Linked DNA regions of Mus musculus: regions 1 and 2 are each linked to region 3. The links are chromatin contacts, called in public promoter capture Hi-C maps. All regions are on one chromosome and are shown on one strand. The core of a region is the stretch at or near the end of the contact, and the rest is flanking DNA. Distances in the headings are between cores, read along the strand shown.

What was found. Capture Hi-C pulls out chosen DNA fragments and counts their contacts.
Region 1: a contact with region 3 is called in a promoter capture Hi-C map of adipose tissue. The contact joins the promoter of Ppp1r35 here to the promoter of Actl6b in region 3. A contact is called at or near these places in 15 of 39 promoter capture datasets (3T3-L1-derived adipocytes, the C10 cell line, the HPC-7 cell line and 9 more), 1 of 15 datasets of contacts at CTCF or cohesin (large pre-B cells), 2 of 484 Hi-C or Micro-C datasets (bone marrow-derived macrophages and nephron progenitors), 15 of 115 datasets of contacts at active chromatin or transcription factors (the 230-238 cell line, acute myeloid leukemia, bone marrow-derived macrophages and 10 more) and 5 of 9 other capture datasets (adipose tissue, embryonic stem cells, liver and 2 more).
Region 2: a contact with region 3 is called in a promoter capture Hi-C map of adipose tissue. The contact joins the promoter of Ephb4 here to the promoter of Actl6b in region 3. A contact is called at or near these places in 2 of 484 Hi-C or Micro-C datasets (B cells and embryonic stem cells), 1 of 115 datasets of contacts at active chromatin or transcription factors (embryonic stem cells) and 1 of 9 other capture datasets (adipose tissue).

What each region holds. Positions count from the first base shown.
Region 1 is chr5:137,776,694-137,781,115 of GRCm38.p6, reverse strand. Ppp1r35 (protein phosphatase 1, regulatory subunit 35) reads right to left here and starts at 2,212. Exons shown (of 4, transcript NM_027242.5): 1 at 1,895-2,212; 2 at 1,571-1,814; 3 at 1,354-1,490; 4 at 1,009-1,262. The coding sequence starts at 2,122. The coding sequence ends at 1,089.
Region 2 is chr5:137,347,489-137,352,123 of GRCm38.p6, reverse strand. It overlaps Ephb4 (Eph receptor B4), which reads right to left and starts at 2,015. Exons shown (of 17, transcript NM_010144.6): 1 at 1,475-2,015. The coding sequence starts at 1,526. Gm52791 (a long non-coding RNA gene) reads left to right here and starts at 2,072. Exons shown (of 3, transcript XR_003955817.1): 1 at 2,072-3,045; 2 at 4,058-4,192; 3 at 4,286-4,524.
Region 3 is chr5:137,550,701-137,555,356 of GRCm38.p6, reverse strand. Actl6b (actin-like 6B) reads right to left here and starts at 1,811. Exons shown (of 14, transcript NM_031404.5): 1 at 1,698-1,811; 2 at 1,217-1,293; 3 at 679-844; 4 at 261-361. The coding sequence starts at 1,722.

The DNA.
Region 1 (4,422 bases), core at 963-3,462, 230 kb before region 3:
CTCGAAAAACCAAAAAAAAAAAGAAAACTCCAGATAAGTGTTTGTGTATGGAAGTTTGAGGCAGGCTAACTTTAGGGGTGGGTGGCAGTGGAGGTAAAATGGAACCAGAAAGTTAATAGCCCAGAGCCACAAACCTGCTACAGGACCCTTGGTGGAATGAGATGCTTGGATGTTTTACAAAATGAAGGTCTTGATTAGTTTGTCAAGAGCAGCTGGAACCTTGAACAAACACTGAGCACTCTCCTGTTAGTCCCCAACAAGAATGGAAGCCAGCAGTCTCCTTTGAAGCAATCATTAAGTGTTAAAACCCACATTTGGGGTAAGTACTTTTTACTCAGAAGTATTTGAATAGCCAGGTATAGTGGTACATGCCTTTAGTCCCAGCACTCAGAAAGCAGAGACAGGCAAGTCTCCTGAGTTTAAGATCAGCTCGGACTACATAATGAGTTCCAAGACAACCAGAGCTATGTAGAGAGACAAATAATAGTTTGTACAACTAGAGCAGTATGTGTGCAGTGTTGTTTTGACACAGTTACTTGGTAACTTAGGTTGGCCTGGAATTCCTGATTCTGTCTCTACCTCAAGTGTTCATCACACCCAGCCAAAGTGGAATTTAAAACACTTTGACTACTGTTTGACTACACACTTGCACACTCAACTCTGGGGATTGAACCTAGGGCTTTGTACATGCTTTCCCCAGGTACTACCACTCATCTGAACCTACCCTGCCTGAAACCGTATCAAAATAATTTGTGTAACTCAGACTGTCCTTGGACATAGAATCCTTCTGCCTCAGCCTCCCAAGTGCTGGGACATTCTTGGAGCCTCGGTGTCAGGCTAAGGCTCAAGTTCTAATAACTAAAGCTGGGGATTTAAATGGAGAGGAAGGTCTGACCCCACACTTGGGACAGTGCTTTCCACTTGCCATGGGGGTCGGGGCAGGAAAAGGGTAGAAGACCCTGAAGCAGTTTAATCCTATCTAAACTCCCAAGAACAGTTCGGTAATTTAGGGGGGGAAACATTTTATTCTATTATAAAAAAAAAAAAAACTAACAAAATTACAGACTAGCATTCCAGAGTTATGAGGGCTACGCTTCCCAGCGCCTCAGCATCCGATGCATGAGAAAGGTATCTTCTGAAGGGCGGGGCCGGGCTTGAAGCCTTAGTGGGGGCAGCCCATCCACTGTCAAGTGCGGAGATTCGGACCACAGAGAATCTGGGTTGCACAGCATGGTCATGTCTGGGCCCGGCCCGAGCACCTCCTATGGGAAGGTGAAGCAGGTTACACTCGAGGTGGAGGAAGAGAGCCCAGGGGGTAGAGGGATGTCCAGGTCCCTGCATCCCTTCCTTCACCTTCAGGGGCGGGGCTCGGGGCTGCGGTGGCAGCATCGCCAGCTTCTCCCTCAGCGCCGCGTTCAGTACCTGCTCCTCGGGCACCTGCAGACTCACCAGGTCTCGGTAGAGTCGCTTAGAGCGCGGCACGTTCAACCCTGCGAGCGCAGGGAAGGCGGGACTGAGGATCGCCCTTCACCCAGACCACCGCGCCCGGCCGGCCGCCTGCCCCCCTCACCCTCCGCCACGGTCTCCTCCAGGGCACAGCGGGTCCGGAACGACTTTCTCAGCTGCTCCTCTACCGCCTTGGAGGCATCAAACTGGCCGCTGGCGACAGCGGCGCGCGCGTTCTGCAGCTCCAGACTCAAAGCCAGGCTGCTCTGCAGGGCCGGTGCCTCCAGCTCATGATCGTCGCCCGGTGCACCGGCCACCAGCAGCGGCTCGGACCGCACCGGGGAGGGCGGCGCCAGTTGAAAACGAACCTGGGAGTGGAGGGCGGAACCGTGAGCTGCAGATCCCGGGGCGCTCGGCGGGCGGGGGGCCGGGCCTTCACGCCGCTCACCTGCCGCCCCCTCCGGCTACCGCCCCGCCGCCCCTTCCGCTGACCCGGGCTGCTCTTCCGCGCCTTCGGACTTTCGGGCAGCGGGCTCGGGCTAAGGCTCAAGTCCAAGCCCGGCTCGGGCTCTGGGGCTCGGGGTTCCGGGGCTCGCGGCTCCGGGGGTGGCCCCGGGACCTCCAGGGCCTCTTCGCCTTCAATGGACTCTAACGCAGACGCCCCGAAGCCCATCATCTTGTTCTAAAGGCTCGGGGTTTCAGGACGCGGGGTCTCCTCTTTTCTCCCACCCTCCGGGGCTACCACTACCGGAAACCGTTAGCCCTTACCCACCGGAGTAAGACACGCCCGCCGCGCCACTCCATTGGCGCTCCTGGACGTCATTCCCACCGCTCCGCCCTCCAGCTTCCGGACGCACTTCCGCCCTCACACGCTAACTTCGCCTTTAAGGCGGGGCGTTAGAGCGACGGTGCCCTAGGTACTCTACGGATTCCTATCTAGACTACTTTTCCTTAGGGAACGGGGGTGTGGCGTCTTTGCCTGTCAGACTCTAATGCTCATTTGTTCTGGGATTAAAGCGTTAGTCCTCTTTCACTGTAACAATATCCTCGCTGCTCTCGCATCTAGAGGTCCCGAGTGGCGCCCCCACCCCCCTTCCTGAAGGTTTTGGTCATTTTTGAACGCCGATCAAATCTTCCCTGTACGTGGAAGCAGATTCGTTGCAAAATCCCTGGATTCTGATATTTGCATAAGGAAGTACTAAGGGAATTGACGGAATATTGCCTTAATTTTAAATCCATATCCTGGGGGTTGGTTCAGAGGGTAAAGGCGATTGCCATCAAGACTGACAATTCCAGGGTCACACGTGGTGGAAGGAGAGAACTGACTCCTTTCTGTTGTCCTCTGATGCACACTTAGACTAAGGAAAATCCACATCCTAGTCTCTCAGTCCACCAAACCACACCACCACATACACACAACACACAGAGACATTTTTAAAAAGCAATGACGGCTTAGGAGTTAGAAGCAGCTGGGCCGTGGTGGCACACGCCTTTAATCCCAGCACTTGGGAGGCAGAGGCAGGCGGATTTCTGAGTTCGAAGCCAGCCTGGTCTACGGAGTGAGTTCCAGGACAGTCAGGGCTACACAGAGAAACCCTGTCTTGAAAAGCAAAAACAAAGGAAAGGAACGAATAAGAAAGAATCTGAGTTTGGATCCCCTGCGTCTGCATCTGTGTAAAACCCAATAACCCCCGGGGCTCAATGGCCAGCCAACCTAGCCAAAACATGGAGCTCCAGGCTCACATCGAGTCCCTGCCTTAACAAATAAGGTGGGCAGTGATAGAGGAAGACACCTTGATGTTCATTTCTGGCCTCTACACACACACACATAAATGGGGAGACTGCACCTACACACACAGATGTGCAGCATTCATTTAGCACATACGCATTAAAAGAAAGCCGGCAGCTAATGCTGATGGTTGTGAAGGCAGGTGACCAGTACTCGGAGTCTGCATTTGGATAAGCCTGTAACTCCTGTGACTAAGAGGGTTTCTCCTTATAATGCAAAACACAGCTGGAACCTTAAAGGTAATAAGATCATTTCTGGTGAAACCAAAAGGAGAGCGACTATAGTCCAGAAACAAATTCAGATCTCCCCAAATACCACACCCAAATATGGTAATGGGGTCATAAAGTTCTTACATGAACAAGGAACACAGACAATCATAAATCAAGGTTATCTCTCAAACACCCAGCTGGGAACATCAGGTCGGAGCAGAGAGGCCACGTCTGCTACAGACCTCGGAGGAGTCAGCCTTTGGGCTGGGGAAGCTGTTTGTACTTTTCAAAAAGACTTACCTGGTAGTTTCAAGGATGTTAGGTCAAATACAAGACCTGGGCAATGAATGGTGTGTGTGTGTGTATGTGTGTGTGTGTGTGTGTGTGTGTGTGTGTGTGTGTGTGGATGTGCGTAATGAATTTCACTTTCCACTTTTTTTTGGGGGGGGAGGGGGTCCAGACAGGGTTTTTCTGTGTAGCCCTGGCTGTCCTGGAACTCATTTTGTAGACCAGGCTGGCCTTGAATTTACAAATCTGCCTGCCTCTGCCTCCCAAGTTCTGGAATTAAAGGTGTGTGCCATCACTGCCTGACCCACTTTAAAAAAAAAAAAAGTGTGGGCTGGAGAAATGGCTCAGCGATTAAGAGCACTGACTGCTCTTCCAGAGGTCCTGAGTTCAATTTCCAGCAACCACATGGTGGCTCACAACCATCTGTAATGGGAACCTGAATTTGTTCCCTGGGAACCACACAGTGGAAGAAAACCAGCTCCAGCAAGCTGTCCTCCGACTGACACACAGGTTATAGCATGAGCTAGTCCACACCCACATCTAAAAATAAAGGTTACAATTTCAAGTGGGCGGGGACTGTGCTGTAGCTCAGGGGTGGGTTTGTACTGGGTCCTAGCTTTGTCTTCCTGCCCTCCTAGTTCCTGGCACTCAGAATTCTCTCTCCTCCCCTGTATGTCCTTTACAACATCC
Region 2 (4,635 bases), core at 766-3,265, 200 kb after region 3:
TGCTCTTCAGCCTGTTGAGCTGAGCCCAGACTCACTTTCCCTGCATCCACAACACGCCAGTTTGCCTCCAGCTCACTTCAGTCCCCCAGTTCCCAGACCCACCTCTCACCTCCTTCCCTCCAGGGCTCCATTTCTAGGTCGTCGTCCCCTCCCCCCCCCACCACCACATCTCCCAGTTTACACCTCCTTTAGGGCCTGAGGCCTTGGATAAACTAATTAACATTTCTAAAGCTTTAGTTTGTCACCTGTTAAGGAAACAAGAACTCTCCTTTTTTGCTGGGCAAAATAACAGTAAAATAATCGCAGTTGGCACAGGTGAAGGCAGGGGCTTGAGAATCATTCAGGTAGCGCAGGCGAGAAGGGGCATTTCCTATTGGCCCGTCTTTCCCTCCAGACACACTTCATGGGTGCTCTGCCCATTTGACTTCCTCCTCTCCAGGAGCCCAAAGTCTGTCCTCACCCCATTCCCACACTTTGATCAGCCCAGAACAGCACTGCCCAGCCTAGAGGGAGCTCCTTTGATTCCATCGCTTCAGGGAGAGATCTCCCCCACTCTTGTGTCCCACTCCCCAGATTCTCCTTTGATTCTAAGCAGCAAGGGAGGTTGTGGGGGAGCCAAATTCATTGAAAAGAGATTAGGGAGGCAGGAAAGGGGGTTATGAGTCCTGTGCAGCCCCAAGAGGGACTGTGGAGTTAGGGGCTCACAGATCTGAAGAGGCATTTGGAGAGGAATACAGAAGGAAAAAAAAAAAAAAAACCAGAAATCTGAGGCGGGCTAGGAGGCGGCCAGCTGGGGTGAATTAGGGCGACACAGGCCGGTGTTAGGCAGTTTCTGCGGGCTTGCATGGCTGGAAGAAAGCCTCAGCCTTGGGAAAAGTTGAGGTCTAAATGGCATGTAAAAGGTTGGGGTACAGCCTTGAGAAAAACAAGAAAAGAGTCTGCACGAGGTCAGTAGCCTGGCCAGCCATTTGGGAGTTGGAGAGTGGGGCTGCAGATGGGGCCATCCTGACTGGGGTGTGGAGTCCAGGTGTGAATGAACGCTAGGGAACCAGAGGTGGGGGTCGCTTTACGGCCTAGCTGGGGTCTGCCTCGCCTGCAAGTGCCCCTTCAGGAACTTTCCCCTGGAGTTTAGCCAGAGGTGGAGAGAGGATAAAAACTTTGGGGGATAGTTTTGAACATTAGGGTGGACAGGAAAAGGAAGGCTGTCATGGGCCTTTGGCATCAGGACTGAGAATTTAGAAGGCTGGGTAAGGGAAGGTCCCGGGTCTGAGCTCTCGACTCCATCTCTTTCCCAAACAAAAGAAAAACCCCACTCCCCGCCAGGCCGCCTCCTCCCCGCCCCCTCCCGTTCTAGTGCTATTGGTCCGAAGTGTTTAAGGGGTACCGGAGTTGGGATAGGGAGAGACCAGCTTTTGCACTCTGAGGCACAACTTTGGGGGACCCCAAGAACAGGGGGCACCCCAAGAAAACTCACCTTCTAAAGCAGTGGCGAGGGAAGCCCAGCACAGCAGCGCTCGGAGCTCCATGGCGCCGCCTCACTTTGGCTGAATGCGATCCGAGTTTGGGGGGCCCTGGCCCCCCCAGGTCTGACCCTCCCCTGGGCGGGTGCACACCGACTCTGCTGCTGGGACTTTCCGTCGAGGGCCTCTCAACGATGGCCCATGCGGGCGCGCCAGGCACCCGCGCTCAGGTGCGGCCCCCACGTCCCCGCCGCAGCGCGCGCGCGCGGGGAGGCCAGCCTTGAGGGGGGACGTCCTGGCAGTGGCCGTCGCTGGGCGGGCGGAGATCGGGACGTGGCTGAGAGTTAGGGGTCCCTTCGGGGCTTCGGGGGTCCCGCCCTGGCTGGCTGGGGTGGGCCGATTGCTCGCGGTCTCTCTCGCTCCCTGGAGTGGTTGGTGGATGTCGCGCCGCCGGGGTTAGTGCGCCGGTCGCGGTCAAGGAAGGTGGAAACCAAAGTGGGAACCGAGCAGGAGGGAGGGAAACAGGCTGGGCCAGGGCTGGGCCGAGTCGAGACTGAGTCGGGCGGCGCCTGGCCTAGGAGGGAGGGGCGCATAGGAGGCGGAGACAGTCCCATGTCAGAGTTTCCCCCCGCCCCATCTCCCAACACCCTGGAGCCCGGGTTTCTCTGGGAGGGGGGGGTGCACGGGGAGCTGATTGGCTCCTATGCTGCTGAATAATTCATGAGAGGGGGGGCCGCCCGAACTGAGCCTGTCGGGAAGTTAGGAGAAAGTTTGCAAGAGGGGGAGGGGCGGCATGTGTGGAACTTAGGGACTGTCCAGGGGTGCTGGGTGTCCCATGCCTACTACCCCTGATTGTGCATGTTGGGGCAGTAGCCCAGGAATCCTCAGGACTGACCTGAACCTACCAGGCCTCACAGATGTGTGCGTAAATGTGAATGCCCCCACACAAAGCCTGCTTTGACCTTGCAGCGGGACCTGAGATTCCACATCTGGATGCGCCCCCTGCCACCTAGTTGGAGCAGGGGATTGCATTTGGGAGGAGAAGGTTAAAACTTTGCATTTGGGTATGGAGAGCTTCCCAACAGACCTCCGTTCCTCAAGCAATAATCCCAGCTTGTCTATCTCCGGAGAGAGCGCTCACACAATCAGTGCGTGCTCGTTAAGTCCTGGAGATCCACTGAGCGCGCAGCCTAACGCTGGAGAAAGTGGTTTGAAACCCAAAGTATAGAAAATGTAAATAAAAGGCAGGCGTGTCAGAGAGGGTGAGGGATCTCCGTAACACCTCATTTCATTTTTTTAAAGGAGGGGGACACTTCCCCGCCGCCTGCAGCCTTGACCTCCAAGGCGGGGGTAGGGACCGTTGTGGCTCTTTCCTGAGGCTGTTTCCTGTCTGGCTCCTGGGGGCCCTCGGGATGGCTGGGAGGGCCCTTCCTCTCATTTGCTAGCACCCCCTCTCATCCATCAGTTTGAGGGGAGGGTCCAGGAAAGACGGCCTCCTATCTACATCAGGGCACTGTGAGTGTGGGGCACGGGATGGTTGGATGAGAGAGGTGCTGTTCCCGAAGTCGGTCCTTTAAGGGCTGCGGTAAGGAGACTTTAATTTAAGGTAATTAGTACAGGGTCTGGAAACTCTGAGGTAGGAGTCTGGGGCACCTGGGAGTCTGCCAAATACCCTAAGGGCGCACACACACACCCCAGCGGGCGCGGGAGACCGGTGATGACCTCTTGTCCGCCTGCGCGCACACACACACCAGCGGGCGCGGGAGACCCGTGATGGCCTTTTGTCCCCGTGCACTTATCTTCCTGGCGCAAGTAGTGCTCCCCACCCCCTGCCCTTCCTCACAGCCCTGCCTGGGTCCCGCTCCGGGGTGGGGGGTCAGCCAGGGCAGGAAACAGCCGGCTTGGCTGGAGCCAGGCTGACCGGCTAGATCTGGGAGTCCCCTCCTCCTTCCCCACGCAGACTCAGGCTCCCCTTCTCTTATCCACAGACACCCCCTTTTTTGCAGCTATCATTCTGCATCCGGGTCCCCCTGAATTTCTGAGTCGTGGCTTGTTCTCACCCTAGGAGCCACCATCAGCAGCCCACTTCAAGCCTTTGATTGCTTAAAAATTTTCACATTTAGTGGGATAAGCAATTCATTAGTATGCAGAGACGATTAACGCCTCAATAGAGGAGAGACAAGCAGCCTGGATGACAGAGGCAGGCGTGGAGGAGGGTTCGGTTGATGAGACCCAGCTGAAAAGATGAAAGAGCCCATCAGATTATTCCGAAAACCCAAAGACAGTGTATCAGTAAGAATGACTCCTGGGCTGGCCTCTCTGCTGCTATCAGTAGAGAATTTGGTAAACAGTTTCTCTAGCACCCAGAAAGCCCTGAGTTCCATCCCATTCCTACACAGATCCAGTGTGGTCATACTCCCACAACTTGGGAGGAAAGTGGAACCAGACTGGACTACATTGCAAGTCTTACACACACACACACACACACACACACACACACACACACACACACACACAGAGAGAGAGAGAGAGAGAGAGAGAGAGAGAGAGAGAGCGCGCACTGGTGAAAATCCCGTGATTTCCCTTTTCCATGCAAGTGACGCCCGAGATCTTTACTCCCCGGGTCAGGAAGCACCCTCCATTTATCCTGTGTGTGTGAGGTCATTCCTTCCACTCCCGGACCACCAGAAACTCCTGCTGCCAGCACTGAGTTGCTTAGCCTTCTGCTGCAGGTGAGAACTCCCATTAGCCCAAAATCAGTGTTTGTCCCAAAGACCCAACCAAATCTCAAACCTTTTTGTTTTTCTTCTTCTTCTCGGTGTTAGGGGACTTGGAGGAACTGGGACGTGGCTCTGTGGTAGAAGTGCCAGCTGCCAAAGCGGACAACTTGAGTTTGAATTTCAAGGTAAACATAGTGGAAGGAGAAAACCGATTTCCAGAAGTTGTCTGTCATCTGTGACCTCCACATGGACACTGTGGCCTTCACTGGCTCTCTCCTAACGCAATAAATATGCAAATAAAAAATAGGATTACGGGCTGGTGAGATGGCTCAGTGGGTAAGAGCACCCGACTGCTCTTCCGAAGGTCTGGAGTTCAAATCCCAGCAACCACATGGTGGCTCACAACCACCCATAATGAGATCTGATGCCCTCTTCTGGTGTGTCTGAAGACAGCT
Region 3 (4,656 bases), core at 562-3,061:
ATATATATGTATAACATGGACCAAAAAATGTGTGTGTGAACAACGCAGGGCAATGGAGTGGATGGAGCTGGAAGAGAGAAGGCGGGATGGAGGGTAAGCCAGGGAGGAAGGGAGGTGACAGAAGATGACAGTGTGAGCAGGACGAATCTGGAAAGGGAAGGGAAGTGACAGATAGTAGCGACTCCACATTAGAGGTGATGGCAGAAAGGATGTGTCTCCAGGGACTCAGGGCTGGACGTGGGTCTGGATGAGGCACTCACCGGAGCCTCCGACATGAGTACTGGGTGCAGGTTTGGCTCGGACTTGACATGTTTGCTGTAGGTATGATCCAGGATGGCTCGGAAGCACTCCCAGTCCTCAACTAGGGACAGAGGACCAGCGTGGAGAGATAGATGGGAAGGTGGGAAGGAAGGCAAGGATCAGAGACAGGAAGTAAAGGAAGGAGGGAGGCCAAGTCTGAAGGTAGGTGAGTCCAACTTCTGCTTACAAGCACCACCCCCCTTAAGTTCCAGAATTCTAGGGGAACTGGTCTGAAATCCCAGCAGTTGTAGGGAACAGTGAGACCCTTGGGACTTGGGCAGCAGCAAGCAAGGTTCTGTGGGTATGGAGATCGGCAGCCACACACTGGGCGTGGGGCTCCCAGTCTGTTTCAGAAAGTAGTGGGTGAGGGTCCCTTACTCATGCCATTCTTGAGGGGCGACATGACCTCCGCTCCATCCCGAGGCACGTGCAGGGCATTGGTGTCGATGTGGAAAATCTTCCCTTTCTTCTCTTTCTCCCCCTCCAGCTCCAGCCCGCCCCCCTCTTCTGCGGCCAGCAGCCCCACAGTGGTGGGGAAGTCAGCCTGGTTACAAGGAACATGAGCAGGGAGCTAGATTATTCCCTTCTTTTTTGGAGACAGGCTCTCACTGTGAACCTCTGGCTGGCCTGGAACTGTCGCTGTAGACCAGGCTGGACTTGAACTTACAGAGATCTGCATGTCTCTGCGTCCAGAGTGATGGGATTTAAAGGAACGCACTACCCTGCCCAGCTGGATCATCCCTGCTAGTCCCTGGTTCAATTGCACTCAAGGCCCTCAGCCACCCCCGGGGTCCTTCCCCTGTCTCCACTCAGGTGAGCTACTTGAATTGACCTGTGCGCATTTGTTCATAGGCCGACCCGCCTGGCAGAGGGTGTCCGAGCCCCTGGGATTTGGGGAGGGGACTGGAAGGCTCACCTTGGGGCAGTCCTCCCCAGCGTACCCAGCTCGGACTGAGAAAGAGCCAATGTCAAAGACGAGCGCCCCCACCTCATCTGTGCAAGGAGACAGGCTTGTGAGGAGACCTCTCCCAAACTGTCTCCCTATATAGCTTGGAGAGGATTCTGGGGTTATAGCCACAGTTTAAACTTCAGCGGGGAGTGGGTGGGAGATCCACCTGGACTTCAGGGCGTTCTGGAAGTAGAGGGTCAAAGCCACCAGAGTTCCCTCTTGCCTAGCGGCCTGGCAGGGAAAAGAAAGGTCCAGGGCCCGAGAGGCAGTGTACACTTGGGAACCCCAAGAGAATGGAAAGCAGAAGTAGTGGGAGACCCAAACCTCAGACTGGACCTGATGCAGTACGGAGGTGACAGGCCCAGGGATGCTCAGGGCTTGGGACGCGCGGGTTCGGGATGCAGGGCTGTAGACCAGGCCGAGAGCCCAGTGCCCCAGGCCGGCTCACCTCCGCCGTAGACGCCCCCGCTCATAGTGCCCTCTCTACGCTGCTCGCGGCCCGTGGGCGGCGGCGGGATCAGCACCGAGGCGGCCGGACAGCTCCCGGGATCCCGGGCGGGGCGGGGCGCAGCGGCGGCCAATCAGAACACTGGATCCCCTGCCCCCAACGGCGCGGCCGATTGGTTATGAAGCGAGACAATAACCCGGCTGGGGGCCGCTGCTTTAAAGGTACAGCCGCTTCTTCATTCCGAGGTTGGGAGGAGGCGAGGGTCCAATTGCAAAGACTATGGACACAGAGAAAAGAGGAAAGAGATGGAGACGAGGACTCCACAGGGCAACGGATGGAATGGGACCTTCTGATGACATGGGACCCTCGTTTCTTGGTCTTTTTTATTTATTCATATTTTTACGTAGGTGAGGGAGGGGTCTCCTCTCAACCAGAGATGTCCATCCTCAGACTCCTGAGCCAGAGTCTACCGCATTCAGTCTAAATGCAATCACAGAAATGAGGAGATGAGAAGACTGAGGGACCAGAGGAGTATGCCTCTCCATCTCTTCCTGTGTCTTTTTACCTTTGTCTCTGGGCTTATTTATTTATTTATTTATTTGACCAGAATGGTCTCAAACTCAGAGAGATTTCCATGCCGCTGCCTCCAGTACAGCACACGACTAGATTTTCCTTTTTCTTCCTTCCTTCCTTCCTTCCTTCCTTCCTTCCTTCCTTCCTTCCTTCCTTCCTTCTTTCTTTCTTTCTTTTCTTTCTTTTTTTCGAGACAGGGTTTCTCTGTGTAGTCCTGGCTGTCCTGGTAATCACTCTGTAGACTAGGCTGGCCTCGAACTTAGAAATCTGCCTGCCTCTGCCTCCCAAGTGCTGGGACTAAAAGCGTGCGCCACCACTGCCCAGCCCACAACTGGCTTTTCTTTTATTTAAGACAGGGTCTCATGTAGCCCAAACTCAAACTAATATATATATGAGGATGGCTTTGAACTTGTGGTCTCTTTACCTTCACTTCCTGGGTACTAAGATTACAAAGCCTATGCCAACACCCCAGTTTATGAGGGTCAGGGGATGGAACCCAGGCCTTCAGCATGTTAGACATGAACCGCATCTCCAGCCCCTTTCCTTCATCTTTCTGATGGCCATTTTTCCTTCTTGACTTTGTACATAACATATAATAAACATGTGAGTGCTCATGGCTAACATATAGTCACCTGGCTAACCTAGCAAGCCTTCTTTTTTACTATTTCTAAATTTTGAGATTATAATATATATGTATATATACTTAAAGATTTATTTATTTTATGTACACGAGCACACTGTCGCTGTTTGTCTTCGGACACACCAGAAGAGGGCATCGAATCTCATTACAGATGGTTGTGAGCCACCATGTGTTTTGGGAATCGAACCCAAAGCCTCCGGAAGAGAGCAGCCAGTGCTCTTAACCACTGAGCCACCTTTCCAGCCGTGAGATTTCAGGGATGACCGTTTTGTACTGATTTGTTCTTCCCTGGGGAAGATTATTTCTCCTGCTCTCAGCATTCTAGCTAGCCTTCTTGATCCATGTCTCTACACAGACACCTGTGGTCTAAAGTCAGTCACCAGGAAGTCCTGTTCTTTGCTGAGTGTAGTGGCAAACACTGTCTTTCCAGCATTTTGAAGGCTATGGCAGGATAGTAAGTTTGAAGTGGTCTGTGCTACACAGGACTTAGAGAGAACTTGTCTCAATAACTACAGTAGGGAAAAGAGATGTGGAAGAGATGCCTAACTGGGAAAGCACAAGGACCTTCGTTTGGAGCCCAGGCTCTCCTGTAAAGTCCAAGTGTGGCAGCTGGTACCTGCAGGGTGGGGGAGGTAGAGACAGGAGGATCCCTGGGGCTTGCTGGCTGCCCAGTCGCACAGAAACCATGTGCTCTGGGATCAGTGAGAGACCCTGTCTCAAAAAATAAGGTAAAGAATGACTGGGAAAGACACTTGACATTGAGCTCTGTCCTTGATACACACATACATATATGTGTTCGTGCAACTGAACACTTGTGTGTGTACATACAGAACACCACACGTGCACACAAAGTCCATTTTCTGAAAGGTCCCTAGGTTCTTATGGGTCCCTGGCATCACTGACATAGCAATTTTGACAGTAAAGGTTAAGGAATGTCTTTGATAGTCTGGAGTGGCCAAGAGACTCTAGGTGACTCATGAATCCAGGCATACGTGTTTATGTGTGCTAGTGTGTCTTATGTGTACATAGGTACATGGAATGCATGTGTACACTGGAGACACTTCCCTGTTCTGCCAGAGGTGGCACTAGAAGAGAGAGGGGACCGCAATAGACATGGACTTGTGAAAATGTCTCTACTTACCAGATACATTTTGTGGAGGGTTGAGTGATGTGTCTGCCGTGAGATTTGTTCCTCGGTGAATGGCTGTTTGTTGAGGATTAGGAGGTGTGGCTCAGGAGGAAGCCTGTTGCTGGGAGGAGGGCTCTGAGGTTTCCAGATGTGAGCGCTCAGCTGTTCCTGCTACTAGGCCACTGCTCAGTCATCATGGCCTCTAAGCCCGAGGAACAAAAGCCTAACGCAAGCCTTCTCAAAGCTGTCTTGGCTACTTATCACAGCAACAGAAAGTAACCAACACAGCCGGACAGTGCTAGGGCCTGCCTTTAATCCCAGCAGTCAGATGGCAAAAGTAGGAGATCTCTGTGAGTGTGAGGTCCACCTGAGCTACAGAGCAAGTTCCAGGACAGCCCAGGCTACACAGAGAAACCTTGTCTTGAAAAAAAAAAAAACCTCAAAAAAATAAAAGGAACAAAAGAAAGAGAGAGAGAGAGAGAAGGAAGGAAGGAAGGAAGGAAGGAAGGAAGGAAGGAAAGAAAGAAAGAAAGAAAGGAAGGAAGGAAGGAAGGAAGGAAGGAAGGAAGGAAGAAAGGAAGAAAGGAAGAAAGGAAGAAAGGAAGAAAGGAAGGAAG